Linked DNA regions of Danio rerio: region 1 is linked to region 2. Evidence: chromatin contacts called from public Micro-C data. All regions are on one chromosome and are shown on one strand. Each heading gives the region's core, a stretch centred on a gene start, on an enhancer-like site or on the middle of the called end of the contact. The rest is flanking DNA. Distances are from core to core; before and after follow the strand shown. Region 1 has its middle 90 kb from the start of zgc:77938. Region 2 has its middle 38 kb from the start of zgc:77938.

Region 1 (4,851 bases), core at 259-2,758, 51 kb after region 2:
AGTTGGACAGCGGCCTCTGGTGGGTTCACACGAGAATAGCGCAGGCGCGAACTGCACTCGCGAGAGGCATCTGAGATGCGAAAAAGCGCACAACAGCAGCCACTCGCGGATTCGCAAAAACAAAAACTGCAGCCGTACGTACCTGCCGGGACGTATTCCGCGGTCTCCAGAAACGTCCGCGGGACTACGTTTCCACAACGAGCCCGGGTTGAAAAAAAACTACTTTTTTTCCAAAATTGAACAAATCAAATCAGCCAAGCAGATAAATTATATTATTTTGTTATACAATATATTATAACGAAAGAAGGTTACACTCATTAAGTTGATGAATTCAAACAAACAATTGAATAAGAAATTGATCACAATATACAGAAAGTTTAAAATATTGTGTCATTATCTTGAAACATTTCCTTTTTTGATACACATGTTTCACTTCTTTGAAGTATTTCTTTTTTTAATAAAGCTAAAGGCCCAGTTTTTACTCCAATTTATAGAATTAAAAGACTTTCTATCATCTTTGGATTTATAAGGATTTTAGGTAGTCTAGAGTATTTATTTATTATAAGTGAAAGTAATCATAAAAGTAATTTAAATACATTTTTATTCATTAGTAATTAATTATAGTAACTTACCCAACACTGGTCCTATAATAGGTGTATATACATCTAAAAACAACACTTTCTCCTTATATATATATTTAACATAAAACATAAGATTTAATAAAGGTTTTACTTAATTTGTTATGCATTTTGAGATCTTATAAGTGTGTATACTGTGTATACTGTAGATGTGACTACACATGTGAGCATTTACACACTCAAAAATTACTTTTACTGCTTGTTCAAGCTTTTCATTTAAAATGAGTTGAAACAACACAAATTGTAAGGTATTTATGGAATAACTCAATTATTTTTTGTGCAATCCACTTAAATTTGTAAAAACAATTAAGTTAACTTAATCAATTTGTGTTGTGACAACATGAAGGATTTGTGTGGGACCTATTTGTTACAGTGTATTTAAATATTTTGTATGTAATATAAAATAACTGTAAAAAAGAACATAAGTTAATGATTCTAATGTTACTATTTAAGTTACACAAGCTGTTTTACATCAGTCTATTGTAATTTAAATTAAAGTGATTTATTAATAAAGTGGTAATTTAACCCAAATTGAATATTCAAGGCATTGTCATTTTTTTACAGTATCTATGAGTAAATATCAGTAATATCATACTATTGCATGTAAGCTTTATATGTTTGTGTGAATAGTTAATATGCAGTTAAAATCAGAATTATTTAACCACCTTTTGAATTTTTTTATTTATTTATTTATTTATATATATTTTTTGAATGCCAACCTATTGACTTCACTGTAACGTGAGTTTAAAATCTGGAAGACTCTTTTGGTCTTGGCAGACTAAACAGAACGTTTGTAAGTGGTACGAGTGATGGCTGTAAAGTTGTAAGGATGAAGGATAGAGGAATGTTTGTGCTGCTGCTGCTCTTTTTCTTTCTCTCTCTAGTACTGATAAGAAGGGCCACATTCCAAGGTTTGACCCCACCTAAGACTGTCCAGCACTGGGATATCAATGGAAAACACACACACACACACACACACACACACACACACACACACACACACACACACACACACACACACACACACTTTGACACGACCACTAACACACTAATCACAGAGACACAGATAAGAGCAGTTTTCTCTGTATTTGGTTACTCTCTATTAGTTACCTGATGTTGACTAATACAATCTTAAAGTTATGAATTATTTTAAAATTTAAATTAATTGTTTAAAAAATTTAAATTTAATTTTTTTTTATTAATTTAATTAAATTGTAATTAATTTTATGACTATAATAAATATATGAATATGATTTTTCTAATTATTGTCATTAAATATAAATTGCAAAATAATATTTAAAACATTAATTTAACTGAGAAATCATTGTAATAACTATGCTTTGGTGCCTAAGATGTTATATTAGTATCAGTATTCAAATATTATTGATAAAAATTAACTTTAAATCATTTTTTAGTAAATTAAAAAATACAGTTTATTTGAAATATACATATTTACTATTTAAAGTCACTTTTTGAATAATTTAATGCATCCTTGCTAAATAATGTCATTATTTCTGTCAAAACTATCAATCAGTTATTCAGTAAAATCCTTAGGAAATAAAAACTTTTAAACAGTACTTTTTTTTTTTTTATCTCATTAAACACTATTTTAGATTAATCTGAGATTAGCCCTAATACAATAATGAACCATTTTCAAGATGCCTTTTTTAACTTTTAAATAAATAAATCTCTGATGGAAAGAGTACTGAAAAATCATACTCAAGAGTAGTGAATAGTAAGTACCACTGTAAAAACTGATGCATTTACATGTAATTTGTGGATGTGTGTAAACGTAACATTCTGTAGTGAATTTAGATATTGACCAGCAGGGACACAACATCATAAGACGTTAATATTAGGGTAGATTTAAGTTGTGATGTCAGGTGACTAAAATTTACCTATTCAGGTGTCTAGCCAGCATCTAATGACAATGTTATTTTGATGTCCAATAACATCAAATCTCATTGCAGTCTAAACAGTCTCTGAGTCATTGTGTGTGATGATTTTTGGACATTTTCAACGCTTCCAAAGAGTTGCTGCAATTATAAATCACCCAGGTGTTGAGGTAGTCCATTATGATGCGATTTAGTGATTTGATTGGACAGGAAACAAAGAACTGATTTTTCTAATCCCCATAGACAGGAAAAAATAAAGTAGTGACTGCAGGTTGAAGGAAAATAGTGGAGTAAAAGTATCCACACAGTGCTAAAAATGTATTCAAGGGAAAGTAAAAGTACAAATTTTTAAATCTACTTAGTGAATTACAATTCTTGAGAAAAACTACTCAATAACAGTAGTTTGAGTATTAGTCATTTGTTTACACTTAACTTAATTAATATATTCACATAAAAACAATGCATGAATTAGAATGAACATAGCATTAGAAATAATGGTGTCCACTTTAAAGGCTTTGTCTTGGGTATTTGCTGGGTGTGAGAAGTGTTGTGTTGGGCTTCTCCATGTGTGGACAGACGCTGATAAGGCTACAGATGTACTGTCTCACCTCTGCTAACTGGACAGGGTCTAAACTGTTAACCGGCTGACCGATGACATCGTTATCATCCACGACAAGCTTCCTGTCAGGTCTGAGTGTGACTGAACCAAACTGACAGATTCCAGGTTTGTTTTCCAAATATGCCATCAGGATGACAGCTAACACACAAACACACACACACACACACATGCACACGCACACACAAACAAATTCAAATACATACCATCTTATTTGTTAATTTAAGCAACTATAAGTAATCAACATACTGCATAAGTAAAGCATCCACTTATTGCTACGGTATCTTTGCAGGTCTTTTGTTAACTGTATAAATCAAAGTTATCTACTTCAGGATGGTAACATACCACATGGAGCCCTGTGGGTCATTTATCTGTCTGTTTCTCTGAAGTCATTCAAGAGTCGCTTACTATTTAGTGCACCAATACCATCCATTCTACCTAGTCTGCTCACGTTCTATTGGTTAGTTTGCATAAACACTTGCTCTCTTCACTTTAAATCCCACCCACTTTAGAGAGACCACAAACAGAGATGGGTTAGAAGTGTTGAACTATTTTATTATTTCTGTATAAGCACTAAACAAAGGTTAAGGGATGACAGGAGATGCTCTTTATGACAGCAGTATAATTATTTAAACTGTAAAAGTCCTATTAAATAACCGCAACAGAGTGAAATTATGAATTGGATTTTGGATCAGGGTCAAATGTTTGATCATGCAGATGAAGGTAAAATTATTAGCCCTCCTGTGATTTTTTTTTTTCTTTTCAAATATTTCCCAAATGATGTATAACAGAGCAAGCAATTTTTCACAATATTTCCTATAATATTTTTTCTTCTGAAGATAGACTTATTTATTTTATTTCTGCTATAATTTTTTTGAAAACAATTTTAAGGTCAATATTAATAGCTCTCTATAGCAGAGATGCCCGCCATTTAATTAAAGATGTGGGGTGGGGGGAAGGCTTAAATTGAACCTTTAAAATAAATGGTAAATTCAAGAGTCTACATTTAGCTAATGATTGATTAAAAAGCGTGTTTGGCATGCTGTCCCAGGAGAGAGCCCTGAGCACATAAGATCCTCGTTGCTGCAGCACGAGAGGGGAGTTTGAGCTCAGGTTGGTTTCGAGAACTCCCCTGCTTGTTAATAGTTAATGCAAATTATGAAGAACTATGGAGAGAAATATTGCTGATTAACCACTTATCTATGTTGTTGATTTGGTTTGATCAATTTACTTATGTTAAAAGTTTTTGTCAACCAAAGGGAGGGATTAGGGGTGGAGGGGGGGATTCTTCAAGCCAAAGATGGCTAAGGTAAGCCACTTTGGTTATTTATAGCGATTTAGGAATCATCTGATTGGTGAATCATGCATTAGTTAATGCTGGACCAGCCGCAGTCAATAATAAGCATTTGCTCCTCTCGAAATTAGTTTATAAATAAACTTCACTTAAATTGATTTTGTTTTAACGTACATGCAAGGTGCAGCTCTGCATGCTTTGCTACAATCAAAGTCAAAGTCAACATGTTAAGATGGAGAAATCAAGACGATGGCACTGCACAGACAAGAAAAGTTCAAAAAAACTGGCAAGATGATTTTTTTATTTATCGAAATCAATTGCAAGGCAGTACGTATATCTTAAAAGAGTACAATATCCCACGTAAGTACATAACAAAACACTATGCTGTTTTTTTTTTTCTTTCAAAAT
Region 2 (4,887 bases), core at 521-3,020:
GTCCAAAGACATGCGCTGTAGGTGAATTGAATAAGCTAAATTGGTTGCAGCGTATTAATGTAAATGCAGGAGTGAACAGGTGTTTCCCAGTCTTGGGTTGTGACTGGAAGGGCATCCGCTGCATAAGACATATGCTGGATAAGTTGGTGGTTAGTCCACTGTGGCGGCCCCTGATGAATAAAGGGACTAAGCCGAAAAGAATATGAATGAATGTAATGTGCATTATTAAGTGCATTTTATTGTGTATGGCCATACACCTAAAGCGCTTCACAATAATGAGGGGGGTCTCTCCACACCACCACCAGTGTGCAGCATCCACTTGGACATTATGAATGATGATGATTAGTCATTAAATCAAGTCACATTTTAAAAGTCTTACCTTTTCAATTAAATAAAACATTATTTTAGGAAGAAAATAAATCTTTTTAAAATTAAAACGAAGGGTGGAACGGTGGTGCAATGGGTAGCTCAATCGCCTAACAAGAAGGTCGCTGGTTCATGCCCCGGCTGGGTCAGTTAGCATTTCTGTGTGGAGTTTGCATGTTCTCCCTTTGTTTGCATGGGTTTCCTCCGGATGCACCTGTTTACCCCACAAGTCCAAAGACATGCGGTATAGGTGAATAAGCTAAATTGGCCATAGTGCATGTGTGTGAATGCAAGATTGTATGGGTGTTTCCCAGTGTTGAGTTGCTGCTGGAAGGCCATCTGCTGCATAAAACATATGCTGGATAAGTTGGTGGTTCATTCTGCTGTGGCAACCCCTAATTAATAAAAGGACTAAGCCGAAAAGAAAATGAATGAATGAAGAAATAAAAATTAAAGAAAAAAGTGAAATCACCGAGTGGCAAAGCAAATTATATTCAAATATTTTTCTCCATAAATTCATATTACAATTTGTTCATTCATTTATTTACACGTTTATTGTATGTAATTCAAATGCTTCTCACAACATTTCAATACAAAGTAACCACAATCATTCATTCATATTCACTTTCTCTCTTCCACACTCTCTACCCTAAACAAAATAGCACAGAGGATGATCAGTGATCCCTGGTAAGCCACATTCAATCGCTCCTAAACGGCTCTCGCTTCCTAGCAGAGAAATCACAGCAAACCTTTAAGTCACCAGCTAATTCTTTTTTCAGTTGTCTGGCAAGCCAAAAAAAAAAAAAAACTCCTGCGCTACAACTTAATACCAGACAGGATCACACAGAGAGTCCGACATCAATCTTCAGCTTCTGCTCTCCATTTTATTCCACCCATTCTCTGTTACATTCAGCACAAAAGTCACACACACACATACAAACACACACACACTTGAAGAAAAGATATGTTAAAAAACACATTTCCCTGAAACCTGCCCCCCACACATTCATATATATATATACACACACAAACACCCATACACACACACACATATACGTCCTGCCACTCGTGACCTCCCAATCCTAATCCAATCAATGAGGCCTTAGTCGTCTAATAAAGTGCTGCTCTCATAGTGCAACTTTATCCCTGCAGCTGTGCCGACCCGTTCTCCGGCCAGACCAGGCTCTCCCGCTTCCCTCTGATCACACATTTCAATATGAATGGAGCCAATAAGGGGGTGGATTAGGGGCTGGTTACTCCGTAAATCCCGGGCCGGCTTTGATGCCCCTGCCGGGTTTGGCCCCTCAGTCAAACGGGCAGCCGGCTCTGCCACCTGGCTCAGCCCGCTCGCTCTGTTTGCTCATATGCGCTGATTAAACATGGCATGGCTTGCGTGGCTGCACCGGGCAGCAGATGGCGCCGTGGTAGCTTTGCCCGATTGAGCAGGTGGAGGCGGGGCAGGCTGTGCTGGCTGACACTGGCACACATGGTGCGGGCACAGACCCTTGCCAACCTCGGGATGCATGGCAGGGAGAACAGCAAACATTCCTGTCCCATAGTAAACTGCTAGGCACAAACAGGGGTGTTTTTAACTCCCCCATTCCCACAACATCTGATTCCTAACTCCCCGCCATCCTCGCGCGACAGAGCTACTGCTGATTAATATTTGTTCTTCCTCTTTTGGGACAGAGCAGGACCCAGCTGATCCTGGGAGACGTCCTAATCCCCACTAGAGCCGCGCCAACAGGGGGCGTCGTTTCATTTCCAGCAGGGGGTCAAAGTGTCTGGAATGAGGCGCGCAGGGCAGGGCGTCAAGTTTTGGAGATTAAAAGTGGCGAGTAAATGAGAGAGTCAACTTAGGGTAACTTGCAGAGAGTTTTTTTTCTGCAAATGTTGGGGATTTGAACTGCAAACTTGCTAAGGGAAGACAATGCAGGCGGAAAGGGAACAAAAATGAACTAACAGTTATCACCATACTTCACGGGTTGATGCTTTCTAAAATGTTATTTTTAATTATGCAAGTGAGGCATTATTTAATAAAAATGACTTCTGACACTTAAATCTAAATATTGGATAGTGTCAAGTAAAAAAACTTTGCGTATCAGCAGTGGCGAATTTAACCAGTAAGTAAGGTAAGCGGCCCCTTAGAGCCCCAGGAAATCTGGAGTACCCAATAAATATCTAGACGTATAATTTCTAGAAGTATATTCAGAAGTATAAATAGAGGTAACCAATAAAATAATTATAACATTGTTTTCTATTATATTTTGTATGGTGAAAGTAAAACAAATAAAATGTTAATGTAATTAAATATTATTTAATGTACAATCAAATATATTATTATTATTATTAATATTATTATTATTGTATTAATGTGATGAGATGTAATAATAATACTATAAATTAAAATATTTTTATTTTAATTGTCCACAAATTTGTCCACCACCTCAAAAATGGAGCAGTCCAGCAGTCAAATATATATAAAAATGAATCATTAAAAATGTACAGACTGCATTAAGACAAAACGTAGAAAAGATGTTTGAGTTGTACAAAATATATTAGCAAAATATAGAAAAATAAAATAAAAGTAAAAAAGGGTGCATTTTAGGACTGTGGGACCCATGGCTGGAATCGTTTAGGGTCCCCAAATCACTAAATCCGCCCCTGCATATCAGTCATACCCATATAGAAATATGATGCATAGGAGTATATGCAAATTACATGCAGGTATATAACATACAAGTTCGCATTTGGGATTCATATGTATAAAATATATATGTGGGTGCTTACATGCATTTTTTTCTGACCTTTGGACTTTATTTATTTATACGTTCACATATATTAGATATAATCATATACAGTTGAAGTCAGAATTATTAGCCCCCTTGTTTATTTTTTTTCCGCAGTTTCAGTTTAATGGAGAGAAGATTTATTCAGCACAGTTCTAAACATAATAGTAATAATAATTTATTTTTCTAATAACTGATTTGTTTTATCTTTGCCATGATGATATTTTTCAAGACACTTCTATACAGCTTAAAGTAACATTTAAAGGCTTAACTAGGTTAAAGTTTTTCTCAGTCACTTTGGTGCATTTCTCACAACACTATTTACAATAGGAAATATTGTAAATATTTACAATAAAAAACTAAAACTTTTCCCCCTCTGAGCAAAATACATTTTATTTTGAGAAACAATAAAAATATTTTGTCTGGCTAAGTAATCAAAATAAATCATTGACTTTTGCTGTCTTCATTAGTTTCACAAACACTGATTTCTTTACAACTTGAAAAGGCATATTTAGATATATTTTCTGCTGGAGATACTGTTGTCCAAAAAAACAACAAAAAACGAACAAACAAACAAAAAAATAAAACATGTAAAAATATTATACAAACTGTAGGAAGGGTATAACAGATTTTTTTGCAGTTTTAAAAGCTTGACTTTTCCAAACCGTGGCATAGCTTGAAACTGGTAATTGTCCCATGCCTATTTCAAAGGTAAGCCAAACTACACTAAGCCAAAGTAAAATAAAAAAACTCAATTAAAAAAAAAAAAACTATTTTCAGATTTACATTAAAATACAATTTAATCAAAAGCTTTAGTTTAATTTTGAAGTGTTAATTGCTTATTGTAAAAATAGCAAAAGAACACATTTTTTTAGCAAGACACTTTTTTATGGTCTATTTTTATTATTTATTTATTGCCTTAAACTTTAAAGCAACTTGCACTGTTATCTTTCTGTTTTCATTTTAAATGTTATATTTTGGTATTTTCTGTTATTGCTTTAACTTACTTTCAAGATGTCTATATAATCCCCAACAGCATAACAAGAAACAAATATTGCTTAGGCCCAATATAGAGCCCAGTGGCACACCCTTCATAAACACAAATTGTTTACAAAATTTCAACATATATGTTGTATATATTTCATATATATATATGAAATTTCCCAAATAATGTCTAACAGAGCAAGGACATACTTACAGTATGTCTGATAGTATTTGTTTCTTCTGGAGAAGAAACTTATTTGTTTTATTTCGGTTAGAATAAAAGTAGTTTTTAATTTTTTAAACACCATTTTAAAGACAAAATTATTAGCCCCTTTAAGGTAATTTTTTTCCGACTGTCTACAGAACAAACCACCGTTATACAATAACTTGCCTAATTTCCCTAACCTGCCTACTTAACCTATTTAACCTAGTTAAGCCTTTAACTTTAAGCTGTATAAAAGTGTCTTGAAAAATATCTAGTCAAATATTATTTACTGTCATCATGGCAAAGATTAAATAAATCAGTTATTAGAAATGCGTTATTAAAACTATTATGTTTAGAAATGTGTTGAAAAAATCTTCTCTCTGTTAAACAGAAATTGGGGGAAAAATAAACAAGGGGGTTTAATAACTCAGGGGGGCTAATAATTCTGACTTCAACTGTATTTGATATTTAATCAAAACAAAAATTTGTAAGCCATATGTAATTTGCACATATTGATATATATTAGATTCCTATGTGGGAAGG

Evidence for each region. A called contact is a pair of places that touch in the nucleus more often than the background predicts.
Region 1: a Micro-C map of caudal fin shows a contact between it and region 2, with 4 times the contacts expected there. The contact joins two enhancer-like sites. A contact is called at or near these places in 3 of 18 Hi-C or Micro-C datasets (caudal fin and embryo).

The regions. Positions count from the first base shown.
Region 1 is chr14:40,599,278-40,604,128 of GRCz12tu, forward strand. No RefSeq gene overlaps it. Among named protein-coding and RNA genes, the nearest start is that of zgc:77938, 90 kb to the left of the region's middle. Within about 2 kb of position 1,509, at least 3 of the 62 cell types and tissues checked have an H3K27ac peak or open chromatin away from gene starts, as enhancers often do.
Region 2 is chr14:40,547,936-40,552,822 of GRCz12tu, forward strand. No RefSeq gene overlaps it. Among named protein-coding and RNA genes, the nearest start is that of zgc:77938, 38 kb to the left of the region's middle. Within about 2 kb of position 1,771, at least 4 of the 62 cell types and tissues checked have an H3K27ac peak or open chromatin away from gene starts, as enhancers often do.